Linked DNA regions of Mus musculus: region 2 is linked to region 1. Evidence: chromatin contacts called from public HiChIP or PLAC-seq data. All regions are on one chromosome and are shown on one strand. The core of a region is the stretch at or near the end of the contact, and the rest is flanking DNA. Distances in the headings are between cores, read along the strand shown.

What was found. HiChIP or PLAC-seq counts read pairs in DNA pulled down with a chosen protein or histone mark.
Region 2: a contact with region 1 is called in an H3K4me3 HiChIP or PLAC-seq map of fetal liver, with 3 times the contacts expected there. The contact joins two enhancer-like sites. A contact is called at or near these places in 10 of 39 promoter capture datasets (the C10 cell line, the HPC-7 cell line, cranial neural crest and 7 more), 3 of 484 Hi-C or Micro-C datasets (the AtT-20 cell line, ECoMG myeloid progenitors and bone marrow-derived macrophages), 5 of 115 datasets of contacts at active chromatin or transcription factors (the 230-238 cell line, the HPC-7 cell line, embryonic basal ganglia and 2 more) and 3 of 9 other capture datasets (embryonic stem cells, embryonic tail and embryonic trunk).

What each region holds. Positions count from the first base shown.
Region 1 is chr16:91,113,695-91,120,417 of GRCm38.p6, forward strand. It overlaps a transcript of 4932438H23Rik not described here and the pseudogene H3f3a-ps2. Among named protein-coding and RNA genes, the nearest start is that of 4932438H23Rik, 48 kb to the left of the region's middle. Within about 2 kb of position 3,242, at least 2 of the 459 cell types and tissues checked have an H3K27ac peak or open chromatin away from gene starts, as enhancers often do. A contact at or near this core is called in fetal liver, where this site is marked.
Region 2 is chr16:91,349,571-91,356,293 of GRCm38.p6, forward strand. It overlaps the pseudogene Gm24695. Among named protein-coding and RNA genes, the nearest start is that of Ifnar2, 20 kb to the right of the region's middle. Within about 2 kb of position 3,826, at least 123 of the 459 cell types and tissues checked have an H3K27ac peak or open chromatin away from gene starts, as enhancers often do. A contact at or near this core is called in fetal liver, where this site is marked.

The sequences.
Region 1 (6,723 bases), core at 1,992-4,491:
AAACTTACAGGAACAGCACAGAAGACTGACAACATTAAAAACATGTACTTGTATGTAGGACAACTCAGTTAGAAAAGTATAGTGAATGGATGGAATCTACTGTGTGATAAAAATGCTACAAACACCATTTAGTTGCCGTCAATAAGAAATTTACTTATTTTTAAAAAATCCAAATGCTGGCATTGTCCAGAAAATTTTAACAGGTTTATTTATAATTGTTATAAAGTTGAACTGTTGAAATGTGTTCACTGAAACATTTTGCTTGCATTAATGCTTTCCATCTTGCATTTATATTAAAAATTCACACACAAATGAACGTGGAGAAACGCCAATACCTGATTCTGTCCCCTATGTTTCCACTCGCAATCATATACTTAGGTACCTTTGACCCCATGGAAAAAATATCTAACATTCAGAACTACTGATAACAGGAAGAAGAGGAAAAAAAAATTTTTTTTTTTTGAGAATGAAATGTTTCCCCTCATAGTGGACTCTTAAGCACGTTCTCCGCGTATGCGGCATGCTAGCTGGATATCTTTTGGCATAATTGTTACACGTTTGGCATGGACAGCACACAGATTGGTATCTTCAAAAAGGCCAACCTGGTAGGCCTCACTTGCCTCCTGCAAAGCACCAATAGCTGCACTCTGGAAGCGCAGATCTGTTTTGAAGTCCTGAGCAATTTCTCGCACCAGACGCTGAAAGGGGAGCTTGCGGATCAGAAGTTCAGTGGACTTCTGATAGCGTCTGATTTCACGGAGTGCCACAGTACCAGGCCTGTAACGATGAGGTTTCTTCACCCCTCCAGTAGAGGGCGCACTCTTGCGAGCGGCTTTTGTAGCCAGTTGTTTCCTGGGTGCTTTACCACCGGTGGATTTGCGGGCAGTCTGCTTTGTACGAGCCATGGTATGGACACCTCCTTACTTACCCCCCTTCTCCTTCGGCTGGAGCTCGGCAAGCGAGAGGCGGCACTGGCATTGGAGAGCTGCGGCTGCGCGGCTAAGGCTGCCCAGTCATTCTTACATAACAAGTGCTTTTTGTCACTGGGCATCTCCCCACCCCAGATTGCGTTTATTCTTAAAGGCCAAGTGCAGTGAGCTTTGCTGTCTCCCCAGTGCATTCTGTACCTTACTGATTCTCAATGTAAGTAGTTCACTACTGGCGCAGATATTTCCAAGTCATGTTTTTCCCCCTACCAGTTCTTTCTTAGTTCACTTAAGAAACAAACAAAAACCCATTTGAGTGGGAATCTCTTGAAGCCACAATATGACTTTATGGCCACTTAACCTCGAGAGGAAAACTCCATGCGCTTCTCCAGCTGGGGTTTGTAGGATCTGAATGTCTAGCTCTGCAGTATTACCATGGTGAGTGAGGCCACACCAGGACACAGAGGGTGTCAGGGGTCAAATTCACGTGTTTGAGAAGGTGACAGAGTTGGGGAGGGGAAGGCCTGTGGCTCTCCGTCCAGCAATGGAAACCGTATCCGGCTGGCCCAGCTCCCGAGCAAACTGAAACAATATCTGAAGCGCACATGCTTCACTTTAGATTTGAAGGGTAATTTAATTTTTAAACACTGCTCTTACTGAATCATCAGTTTTTAATAAACATTCAAAAGAAGAAAGAAATAAGAAGAAAGAAAGATGGGAGGAGGAGAGAGGCAGAGAGCACAAGAGCAAGCTGTCGAAGAAAGGAATCATCTCTCCGCTCAGCGGCTGCCCAAGTGGAGGAAGAGTTTCTATCGAAAAACTACTCCTGGGAGCCTCACACTTCCTCCTCCCTCCCTCTTCCCTTTCTTCTCCTTCACTCCCTCTTGCTGGCTTTCTTTTTTTCTCTCCCTCCCTCCCTCCCTCCCTCTCTCCCTCCCTCCCTCCCTTCCTTCCTTCCTTCCTTCCTTCCTTCCTTCCTTCCTTCCTGTGACTTTTTCACTATTGCTATGATGTACCTGTCATTGCAGACATGGTGGTGACAGCAGCTATAGTGGCACACATATAGAGCTGATCCTATTCTTGGGGAGGACAGAGACCAAGCACAAAACCATATTACAAATAAAGTGATAAGTTCTGAAAAATGTCACAGCAAAAATGTGGGGGAAAGATGACAGTGTGTGTGTGTGTGTGTGTGTGTGTGTGTGTGTGCACGTGATGGTGGCTAAAGGCACCTACTGACAAGCCTGATGACCCAAGTTTCATCCTGGGTACCCATATGGTGGGGAGAAGAAAGTTGTGTTATGAGCTCCACACTGGGCCCATAGGATCCCGGGAAATAACAAGAGAGGGCCAGCAAGCGGAGGAAGCGATTTAGACTGATAGCACAGAACCCTCTAAAGAAATACTTGAAGCTTGACACATAAACAGAAATTATCCAGAAACAAGAGGTGGTGAGTGTGGGGCGTCTGTGTCTGTCTGTCTGTCTGTCTGTCTGTCTGTCTGCCTGTCTGTCTGTCTGAGGAGGTGAAGAAAGTGCTGACTCAGAACTAAAGAACAGGAGATGCAAAGACCTGCAGAGGTGTGATGGGGTAGAGAGGCTAGACTGCAGGCCAGAGCAGCAGGGGCGTCCAGCTCCGGTGGTAGGGGTGGGGAGTGGGGGTGGAATAGACACTGGGCAGAAGTGGCGCCTGTGGGCTGTGAGAAACCTTTGGACTATTCACTGGAATGCTCTGATGGAGCCATGGAAGCCAGGTACCACAAACTGAGTTCTCAGCAGGCTTGAGTACTTCCTGAAGACTTTCCTGACCAACTGGTAGAGGCTGTGCTGCAGTTCCTAGACTGGGGATACTACAGTGTGTCTAACCATAGCGTAGCCATCGAGCATAATGGTACGTAGGAGCCAACTGCTCAGGTTTGCAGTCCACTGTTCTGTGTCATAAACGGCGTGGGTTTCTGCAAGCAACTTAGACTTTCTGTGTCCCTGTTTCTTCATGTGTAAAAGGAGGGTGGAAAGTGGTCAAGGTGCAGTGTAAGAGTCTGGGGAGTGGCCAGTGACAAACGGGACACTTCTATCACATCTTCTCCCTCACAGCTCAGAGATCATCTCGAGGACAGAAAGACTGTACAGGCCAGAGGTCCAGGAGGCCTGGAGTGGAAACAGTGTCTTAGACAGGACTGGGCTACTGCATAGGGAACTCGCAGCTGTGGTGGATGCCGGCACTGGATCCAGCCAGTCAATGGTCCAGTGTGGAGGAGGGGAGGAGCTTGTGAGTCTCCTCCCCTAGTTGAGGAGTTATTGACAGCTGGTGGCTTCTGGGGGAAGGGGAGTGAGTTATCTTTAAGGGTGTGGCCCCTGGCGGGTAGACAGTGCTCCAGGGTGTGGTCCCACACGCAGGAATATGTGAGCAGTACAAATTGGACTCCGTGGGGGAGGATGTTGGTAGGGAATGGATCTGGGAGGAGTTGGAGAATCGGGACGGGTATGGTCAAAATACATTGCACACATGGGCATATGAACTTCTCAAATCAAAGCATTACATGGTAAAGGGAAAGCTTGTGGGAACTGTATCACGGCGAAGGCTCCTGTGAGGCCGACCTGTAGGTTCTGCTACACTGTCACTGGTCAGGAAGAGTAGAAGTCCCGTTCTCACCGCCTGAACGCCGCTCTGGTAAGACGTTTATAAAAGGTAAAGCGAAATCGAAGTGTTTGAGTTGGAATGGTAAATATTTCCTAGAAATATTTTGCCCTTAAACCTTCGATGAAGCAAACCAATAGACGACAACCACACATGTCCTGTTACCTTTACAGCTGGAAAGTACCTGTTCATACAGGAGGTGGTTCACAGGACGACCATGGGCACACTACCCAGAGAATCCCTTAAGCCTGTGCACTTGAATGCAAGTTAGTAAATCTCAGAGCATCTGCAAAGCGTGCTATGTGGTGATCTAACCCGCGGGGCACTTTCTTCATGAAGAGATGGGCAGGTAGGGTGGATTGGGGCGGCAGGGTGGCTTGGTCTTTGGCTTTGCCACTCTTCTTTCTTTGTCTCTGTTCTCTTCCCGAGCCACATTAATCTTCTGGCTGCTGTCAGGGTGGCAGTTTTCATTCTTGCATCTCCTCCACACAGATGATATTATTATAAGCAGACAGACACCTACTCCCACCCCACCACGGTGTATGGTCATGTATGGTTGGGCACACGTGGAGGCCAGAGACCAACCTCTGTCTGAGTCTCCAGTTTGTTTTGCTGCTTTTGTTTCTGACATAGGCTCTCACTTTGTAGCCCAGGCTAGCCTGGGATTTGTTATGTAGACAATGCTGCCCTCAAACTCACAGTCTGATACCTGCCTCTGCCTTCTTTTTTTTTTTTTTTTTTTTTTTTTTTTTTTTAGTTTTTGTTGTTTTTAGTTTTTTTCGAGACAGGGTTTCTCTGTGTAGCTCTGGCTGTCCGGGAACTCACTTTGTAGACCAGGCTGGCCTGGAACTCAGAAATCTGCCTGCCTCTGCCTCCCAAGTGCTGGGATTAAAGTCGTGTGCAACCACCGCCCAGCCTGCCTCTGCCTCTTGAGCGCTAGGATTAAAGACTCACCTCACCATGCCCATCTCTGCTTTCTGAGATCACGTCTCTCACTGACCCAGCCGGGATTTGCCTATTTGGCTAGACTGGCTGGCCTGTCAGCTCCAGAGATCCCTTTGTTCTTGCCTCCCCAGCACTGGGCTTACGTCACCACATCTGGCTCTTTATGTGGGTACTGGGGGTTGAACTCAGTGCCCCATGCTTGTAGGACAAGGACTTTACCCACTGAGCCACCCTGCCACCCCCATGTCTCTTTTCATGAGCTGGGGAATCCTCCTCAGATCCTCCTCAAAGGCCCTCAGCTATGCCTTCCTGTCCTCCTGGCTACAGAATTGACCTGCTAGGGACCTACCCATCAACTATTCTGGACCCAGTCACTGGCAAAGAATACAGAACAACGTGGGTGGACTAGAACTGGTAGCACACACCCAAGGGTCCCACCCTTCGCTGAAACACTTATGTGACCAGAGTAGGATCAACATAAGCAAAATCAAGATTGTGTCTGTCAGGAAAACAAAGAGAAGCAGCACTGGGAGACAAGGTCACCAATAGATTCTGGCACTGAGGGACATTGCCCAGTGCCCTCCAAACCCCATGCTCAGGGAAGGACATGGAGAGAGTCACCTGGGGATGGCAAGGACTTTTTGGACCTTGAAGCCCATCCCCAGTGACGCACCTCCTCTATCAAGGCCACAACCCCTAATCCTTCCCAAAGAGTTCCACCAACTGGGAACCAAACATTCGAACATATGAGCCTATGGGGGCCATCTTCATTCAAACCACCATGCTCCTGGCATCTAGAACCTTACTACCCAATGTGGTACCCAGACCAGCAGCCCCATTACCAGACTCCTGGAAATAGACTGATGGCATCCCAGACCCTGGGGTTGGGGATTTAGCTCAGTGGTAGAGAGCTTACCAAGCAAGTGCAAAGCCCTTGGTTCACTCCTCAGTGCCCAAATCAATCAATCAATCAATCAATCAATCAATCAAAGACATAAAACTCCCTGACCTCTCTGGGTCTCTCTGGATGACACCTCCGGATCACAGTCAATTACTGAAGGAAGCCAATGTAGAAACTCAAGCAAAACCGTGCACAAATCATGGAGGGCACTGTTTGCCGGCTCCCTCACAGGTTCCTGCTTAGCTAGTCTTTTTAGGGGAAATGCTTCCCATAGAGTTGGTCCCTCCTCAAGGCAGTCAGCAACAGATATGTCCTCAGGCCCTCGATCCTGGAAATCCCTCAGTTGAGACTCCCTTCTGAGTCTGTGTTACACTGACAGTTGAAGCTAGCCATGACAGGTGCCATATGACTGCACATTGCTCTCCTCCTGGAATATATCATCAGGTACATCCCTTAGGTCTTACCTGCATTCAAAGGAAGAAAAAGAGAAATTTCCCCTTTCTTCATGCTATCTATAAATCATTGGTTAGAAGTTACTATTTAGCATGGAAACTGCTGAGAGCTTCCCCTCCTCCATTTATCTGCATCTGTCTCAAAAAGAAGCAAGAATTAAATCAGCAGGGATTAGGAAAAATATAGACCTGTGTTGAGACAACTGCTGATTAAGAACAGTCTTGAAGATTATTGGTTTAATACAGTGGAAACACACACACCACACACCCCCAAAGGGCATATTTTAGTTTTGGTGATGGATAGACAGGAAAATAGAAATATGTGTAAAGAATTGCTGAGTGACTTAAATAGGCTTAAGTAATTTAAACCGGCCCCCAGTGAGGCTTCCACGGTGTGCTCTATATCATCTAAATTTCTAAATACCTGGCATATATTTGTAAACACGGCAGTCTAACGTGTTATTGAACAGCCATTCATATTTAAATGAGCACATGGGACCAGTTTAACAGTTGACTGCACAGTGTGAATGCAGCAAACTGTCAGGTTGGGAAGTGGTCCTGATGGGGGAACCGCAGAGACGAGCATGTCACTTAGAGCAGCAACCTGGGAACTTAGCCCAGGTCTCTTGATACAAAAGGGAAACAGAGGGCAGGAAGGGAGTATCAGAGCCAGACTTGAGGGGCAGCATAAAATTTGTCTCTGGCTCTGGCATTCCCTTGTACTGGGGCATATGATCTTCACAAGACCAAGGGCCTCTCCTCCCAATGATGGCCGACTAGGCCATCCTCTGCTACATATGCAACTCAGAGACACAACTCTGAGGGGTACTGGTTAGTTCATATTGTTGTTCCTCCTATAGGGT
Region 2 (6,723 bases), core at 2,576-5,075, 240 kb after region 1:
CTCTTTCAAGTTCTTCTTCACATCTCTTATGGAGATACTCAATACAGCTGCTTTGGTTTCTTGCTAGTTAGTACTTTGAAAGGAGGAATTATTAATATGATTCCTTACTAGTATCGTTGTTGAGCATTTTACCTTACTGGGAAAAGTTTTCAATTAGCAATAATCGCACCTCGGATAAACCTCATTGGCTAAGGTACTGACACTGCCCAAAGCTAAGCAATTTACTTTATTATTGTCTGGGGTTTCTAAGGCAGTGCATCTGTAAGATAAATATGAATCATAACTAATGAACAAGAGCATATGTAGTCTGGGGTTTCTAAGGCAGTGCATCTGTAAGATAAATATGAATCATAACTAATGAACAAGAGCATATGTAGGACTAAGAAATGCAAGTACAACATACACTGTCATTTGTTTTATTGCCCAGATTTTCAAAATAGTCTTTAAAATGTTGACCCCACAAGTTGAGCAAACGTACTTCTATTGAACCAGAGCAGAGCAGAAAGGCAGCCCCAAAGCCTCTGTCTGAGCTTTGACTGAATTTATGTAGTGACCTAATGTGCCCTCCAAAAGTCTGTCTTGCTTTTTACAGAAAATTAGTCCCAAGAAACAAAGATAAAGTGCGTGGCTAGTTGCCTGGGAATAAAGTTGTCGGTGGCCGGGATGTTTTAGGATGGATGTATTTGAAACTGTTTCATCTTGAGACTTGTTAACAGCACAGCGACTCCAGGTAAAAAGAGTGTGTTCTGTCTTGAAGCTTGCTGAGAAAGTGTATCTCAAGAAAACCCCATCCCCCCAAAAAAATTTTCACATAAAAGATAAAATGGTAACTCGTGGGGTGATGTCTTTGTGAATTGGATGGATTTGCTATGTGCACGTGCACATTGCTATACCTGCAGGATATGTAATTTTTGCCAATTATTCTTTGATAAAGAGAAAAAAATTTTTAAATAATGAAAAATAAACAGTTTCAAAACTAAAATGGGGGTGTGGTGGTTTGTGTGTGTGTTGTTTGCTTAGGGGTGTGGTAGGATGCTGTTGTTGTTGTTGTTGTTGATTAGTTTTGTGGTTTTGGCAAGATCTCTCTGTAAATCAGGCTGCCCTGGAGCTCACTGCATAGCCTAGGTTAGCATGGAAGTCAGGGTGTCCCTTTGACAAGGCGACTCGAGTGCTGGGATTACAGCTGTGAGGCACACCCCAGGCCAGAGAAGAACTGTCTGACGCTATGAACACAGTGTTGACTCGTATTTTTTTTCTGCAGAAGTTATTTTCTTACCCTAAAGAAAAAAAAATGGGTCACACTTTTGCTGCAGGGACAACAGGCTGGTGACCTCCACTGCCACCAGTGCCACAGAAGGAGGTCCCCAGATGTCAAAGAGGACACTGGATCCCTAAAGCCAGCTGAAACAGCCTCCCATTGGGGCACCTTGTTTGCAGTCACCTCTTGCTTTAGGTACCACTGGTGTTTGTAGTGTGCCATTGCGGGGGGGGGGGGGGGGGACGGCGTTTGCGGTGACCTCAGTAACATGCAGTGAGTTAAAGCCAGAGTCGCTGAGGGGAGCTAGGGCCGGAACTGGAGGCAGGGATCTGGAGCGGGAGCTGATGCAGAGGCCGTGGAGGGTGCTGCTTGCTGGCTTGCTTCCTGTCGCTTTCTTAGCCTGCTTTCCTATAGAACCCAGGACCGCCTGCATAGGGCTACAGCACCCACAATGAGCTGTGCCCTCCCACATTGATCACTAGTTAAGAAAATACCCCACAGACTCATTCATAGGTCCATGTGGCAGAGGTGTTGTCTGAGGTGCCCTCTTCCCAGTTGACTCCAGCTGGTGTCAAGCTGACCAAAACCTAACAAGTACGTCGGAGTAAATACCCCATAAAAGAGGTGGAGCTCAGATTCTGCTCATGTCTATACAGTTGTACTGTCAGTTCCTAGTGGGGTTCACTGTGTGAATAGCAGAGGTCTCAGGGCCTTAGGGCCATTTCTATCACCAGGCCTGCTACCTGGGGGCCCCTTCCAAAGCCCGTATGCTACCTTATGTGTGAGTAGTTACACAGAGATTTTAACTATTTTGACTTGACCTACACTTTAAGGACAACAATATAGTGTTTCATACCATCCATAGTGGTGACTTTTCCCTCGTTCAAATGTGTGAAAATATATAGATTACCCATTTAATCACAAATATATTAAAATTCTAATAAGTGTGGCTTGAACCTGGCTTGTAATTGAGACTTAGAGGCAAGAAGTTCAACAACTTAATTATTTTGAAATATCACCAGTGTGTCAGATGATCCACTCTGTTTCCAAGTTGTTTGGTTGGTGTGTGTGTGTGTGAGAGAGAGAGAGAGATCGACAGAGAGACAGACAGAGACAGAGAGAGAGAGAGAGAGAGAGAGAGAGAGAGAGAGAGAGAGAGAGAGAGAGAATTTAGGATCAGAATAAACTGTCACGGTAGGGAAATTTTATGTGTGCAGAAAATGTATGCACCAGGACTCCTATGTCTAGCTTTGCCTCTGCTGGGAACCTGTCGTATGACTTTGTGCAAGGGTGTTTCATTTGTGCCTTTTAATCTCTGTGTCTCGCTCCGCTCCACCATCACCTGTTGCAGACACAACAAGTCAACATCCTCCCGGCAGGTTTTCTGGCTTCCACCCTTTTCCTTGAGAAATGGCGCCACCTTCTGGCTATAGAGGTCATAACATCTGCCCATGGAAAAATCTAACATCGCAGTAGCTTTTGTCTACATGACACAAGACAACCATTGAGAAGAGGGAACCCCAACTGAGGAATTGTTTGCATCATACTGGTCTGCAGACAAGTCTATAGGAACATTTCTAAAACTTTAATCGATAACTGATATGGGAGGGTCAAGTGAGTGATAGCTGACCACCCCTGGGCTGGTGGTCCTGGGTTGTGTAAGAAAGCAGACTGAGCAAGCCAGTAAGCTCCACCATGGCTTATGCCATGTTCCTGACCCCAGCTTCATCCCTGCCTCGAGCATCTGCCTTGGGAACCCCCGATGATGGGGTGTATCCTATAAACCAAATAAACATTCCCTCACCAAGTTACTTCTGCTGGCGCTGTTAATTATGGCCACAGAACCAGTCCAAAGCTACACAAAATTGTTTTATTAAAATATTACAGCATTCCTTGGGAGTGACTTTCCACGCTTTACAATAATAGAAACCTGGCACACAGGCCCAGACTGAGTAGAGCTGACTCAAGCTTGCACACGCCTCCTGTAGATAGATGTCCCTCCTCCACAGACAGGACAGGAGCAGCCAAAACGGCCAGGGCTTTGCTCTGAAGTAAGATCTACGCACTGAAAACAGCCTTATCTTTGCCAGCCATGCTCAGCAGCCACACCCTGAGTCACTGGCTAATGCTGTATGATGTAAGGGTTTGTAACTAGGTGCCGCTGAAATGGAGGGATGACTCCTTCTGCACAGAGAACACATATAACTCCCCCTTCAATGATACCCCAAACTCATAGACCTGGTTGGTTAGGAAAGGAAGCACATGGGCTCCGTGGGGGAAATGACATCGTTTCCCGCTCATCAGTGAGGAAAGAAGGCAGCAAGCATCTCTTGTCCGTGTTGGAGGGGCTTAGGAGGTCTGTTTCACATTCATGACCACACACACTTAGGTAACCTGGGAAAGAAATGGGGGCTTCTGTTCTTTGATTCCTCCATTCCATTTTACATAATTCTGGAACGTAAATAACACACACATACACATGCACACGCACGCATGCATGCACGCACATATGAAGAAAGCATGGTGCTGGACCCAGCATGCTGCTGTAGCAACCTGCCAAGCAAGACGTGCTCACTGCTGCGATAACAGCAAGCCTCTAATGTGGGAGCCAACTACTCCCTGAGTGCACTTAAGGCCTGTTTCACAGAATGGAATCCCATGTCTGTTACTGTAATGCTGGCCAGAGGTCCAGGGCTAGAGAGGTCATAGAGTGGAGCCTAGTATTGTTATTTTACTAAATGTTCATATTGTAAGATCACCTTCTGAATATTTATGTTTATAGCCATACACTCGATAATGCTCTCCACCTTGGTCAGAGAAACTTCTTTTTGCAGCAGCAGTCAATGGAGAAATGCAGGATGGCTCCAAGTACTGAGAATAATCAACTGGGTGTTTAGCCTTAAATGAGATCCTTAGACCCACACCCCCTACACACACCAGGGTTCGGGGAACATCTCAAAAGAGAAGCTAGAAAGACCGCAAGAGCTGGAGGTGGAGGAGAAGAACTGTGAAATGCTGTCATCTAGCCCTGGCACGGCTGTCAGACTCATGAACTCGTAGCAGCTGCAGGTGCCTGTTACAGGACCTGTGTAAGAGCAAGACAGCCACAATTCCAGCACAGGTGGGTGTCATGGATACAGTTTCTATTGCAGCGATGAAACAGTGTGACCCAGGGGACTTAAGGAGGGAAGGTTTGCCTGGCTGAACTATCCCATTGAACATATGCTTTAGTGTAAACATATAGGGGGGGGGGGCTAATTTTATATCAGCTTGAGAGTAATTTTGTAGGAGGAAACCTCAACTGAGAAAAGGTCCCCACCAGATTGACCTGGAGGCAAGCCTGTGGTGCATCTTCTTGGTTGATGATAGATGTGAGTGGTTCAGGGGCAGTGCCACGCCAGACCAGTCATCCTATAACATATAAGAAAGCAGGCTGAACAAGCTACAAGGAGCAAGCCAGTAAGCAGCACCCACCATGGCCTCCACACCAGCTCCTGCCTTGTGTGAGATCCTGTCTTGACTTTGCTTAGGAATGGACTGTAATGTGGAACTGAAAGCTAAAACAAACCCTGTCTCCCCAGGTTGCTGTTCTTCATGGTTTTATTACAGCAATAGAAACCCTGAGGGGTGTGTGTGTGTGTGTGTGTGTGTGTGTGTGTGTGTGTGTCTTTATATATGTATGTATGTATATATGTGTGTGTATATATACGCGCACACATACATACATATACATATATATTCATTCTACACACATAAAACAGGGACTTCATAAATTTAGAGTGTAGACACATCAGAGACAATAGCTAAGTTATTCTGGGACAAAGCTCTCTCAGAGAGACTGCTCACAATGGGGAAGTGCTGGAGACCTTTGTAGAGACAGGAAAAGACCAGCTTGAACAAGGCTCCAGGATGACTTGACTCTTTGAGGAAGGAGAAGTTAAGATATTACATGTGAACCACAAGTCAGGTGCCAGAGGACAAAAATAATAACGTTGCATAAGCCCCGAGATGAGGCTCTGTGCATTAAGTGTTTGCCTGGCAAGTGTGAACCTTGCCTTCAATCCCCAGCTCCACACAGACCAAGAGTGGCGGGTGGCACACTGCTGCAATCCCAGCACTCAGTAGGTGAGTCAGGAGGATCCGAAGTTTAAGGCCAGTTTGGCTACATAGATACCTGCAGGCCATTCCAGGCTACATGGGACATGTCTCAAAATGATGGTGCTGGTGGCAATTATGACAACACCGTGACGATATATTGCATGGAGTGATCAATGTCTGAATTGCAAGCATTTTTATACTCACAGAGAAACGTTGCTCAAGGCTGGACAATGGCTAAATGGCAGCTAATTCCAGATCTCGGGAAGAAACTTTTCGCCATGGTTAGCCTGTTGTGCACATCATCAGAAGTGGTGTGTCAGCTCTGTGGTCTCTCAGAAGCGGAGACGGAATGAGAAGAAAGAAGGGAAGAGAGACTCCCTGGTCACACCACAGCAACCACCACGGGTAAAACAGAGGAGAAAGCAGAACCATCTACAGGGAACACGGAGAGGGCAGCAGCAAGCCCTCTTCAGAGACGGCGAAGCCGGCCCTGACCACAACGGGAAGTCCCTTCTCAGGCCCAGTAACGGTGGTATTCAGTTTGCATGGCCTGCTGAGAAGCCACCCATGTGTCTCTACACCACTGGCCATTTCTCTTCCTTCTTTCCTTCGCCTCCATCTTGCAGTGTCTAACCTGTAGAGGGCTAGGACAACAGAGCATCGATGTAGTTACTGTCGTACGTAAAATAAGGGCTAAGAAGCTGCGGCCACACACTGAGTGGTTCTGGTGTCAGGATCAAAATCTGCCAAGCACCATTCTCAGTGGGGTGCCCTCAGAAGGGGCTTCCACATTTGAGACCACAGATTCACCCTGCTACACATTTCCTTGAAAGCAGACGAGGTGTTTAACTGGATCTGCCACACCGCCTCCAGTAGAATCTGTGCGACAAGTTACACAGACTGAGGCGATTGACCTCAAAAAAGGGAGGCTTCCTGAAACCGGCTGTGGAACTCTTCTCTGGAGAAAAAAATATTGAGCCATAGTTCTCATGGCAATATCTCTGTTTTATTTTCTCTTATTCCTTCTCTTATTTACATGTTCCTGGTAGCCTAGGCTAAGATCTTAAGCGAGAATAGTGGGTAAGAAACCATCCCTAGAGATGGGGTCACTAACATTACCTTATCCCCAGGGAAACCAACACTTTACTTTCAAAATCATTTACAAAGCTATTACAATAGATAAAAACTTTCCCAACAGCCAGGCGTGATGGCACACACCTTCAATCCCAGCACTCAGGAGGCAGAGGCAGGCAGATTTCTGAGTTCGAGGCCAGCCTGGTCTACAAAGTGAGTTCCAGGACAGCCAGGGCTATACAGAGAAACCCTGTCTCGAAAAAGCAAAAACAAAAACAAAAAACCTTTCCCAA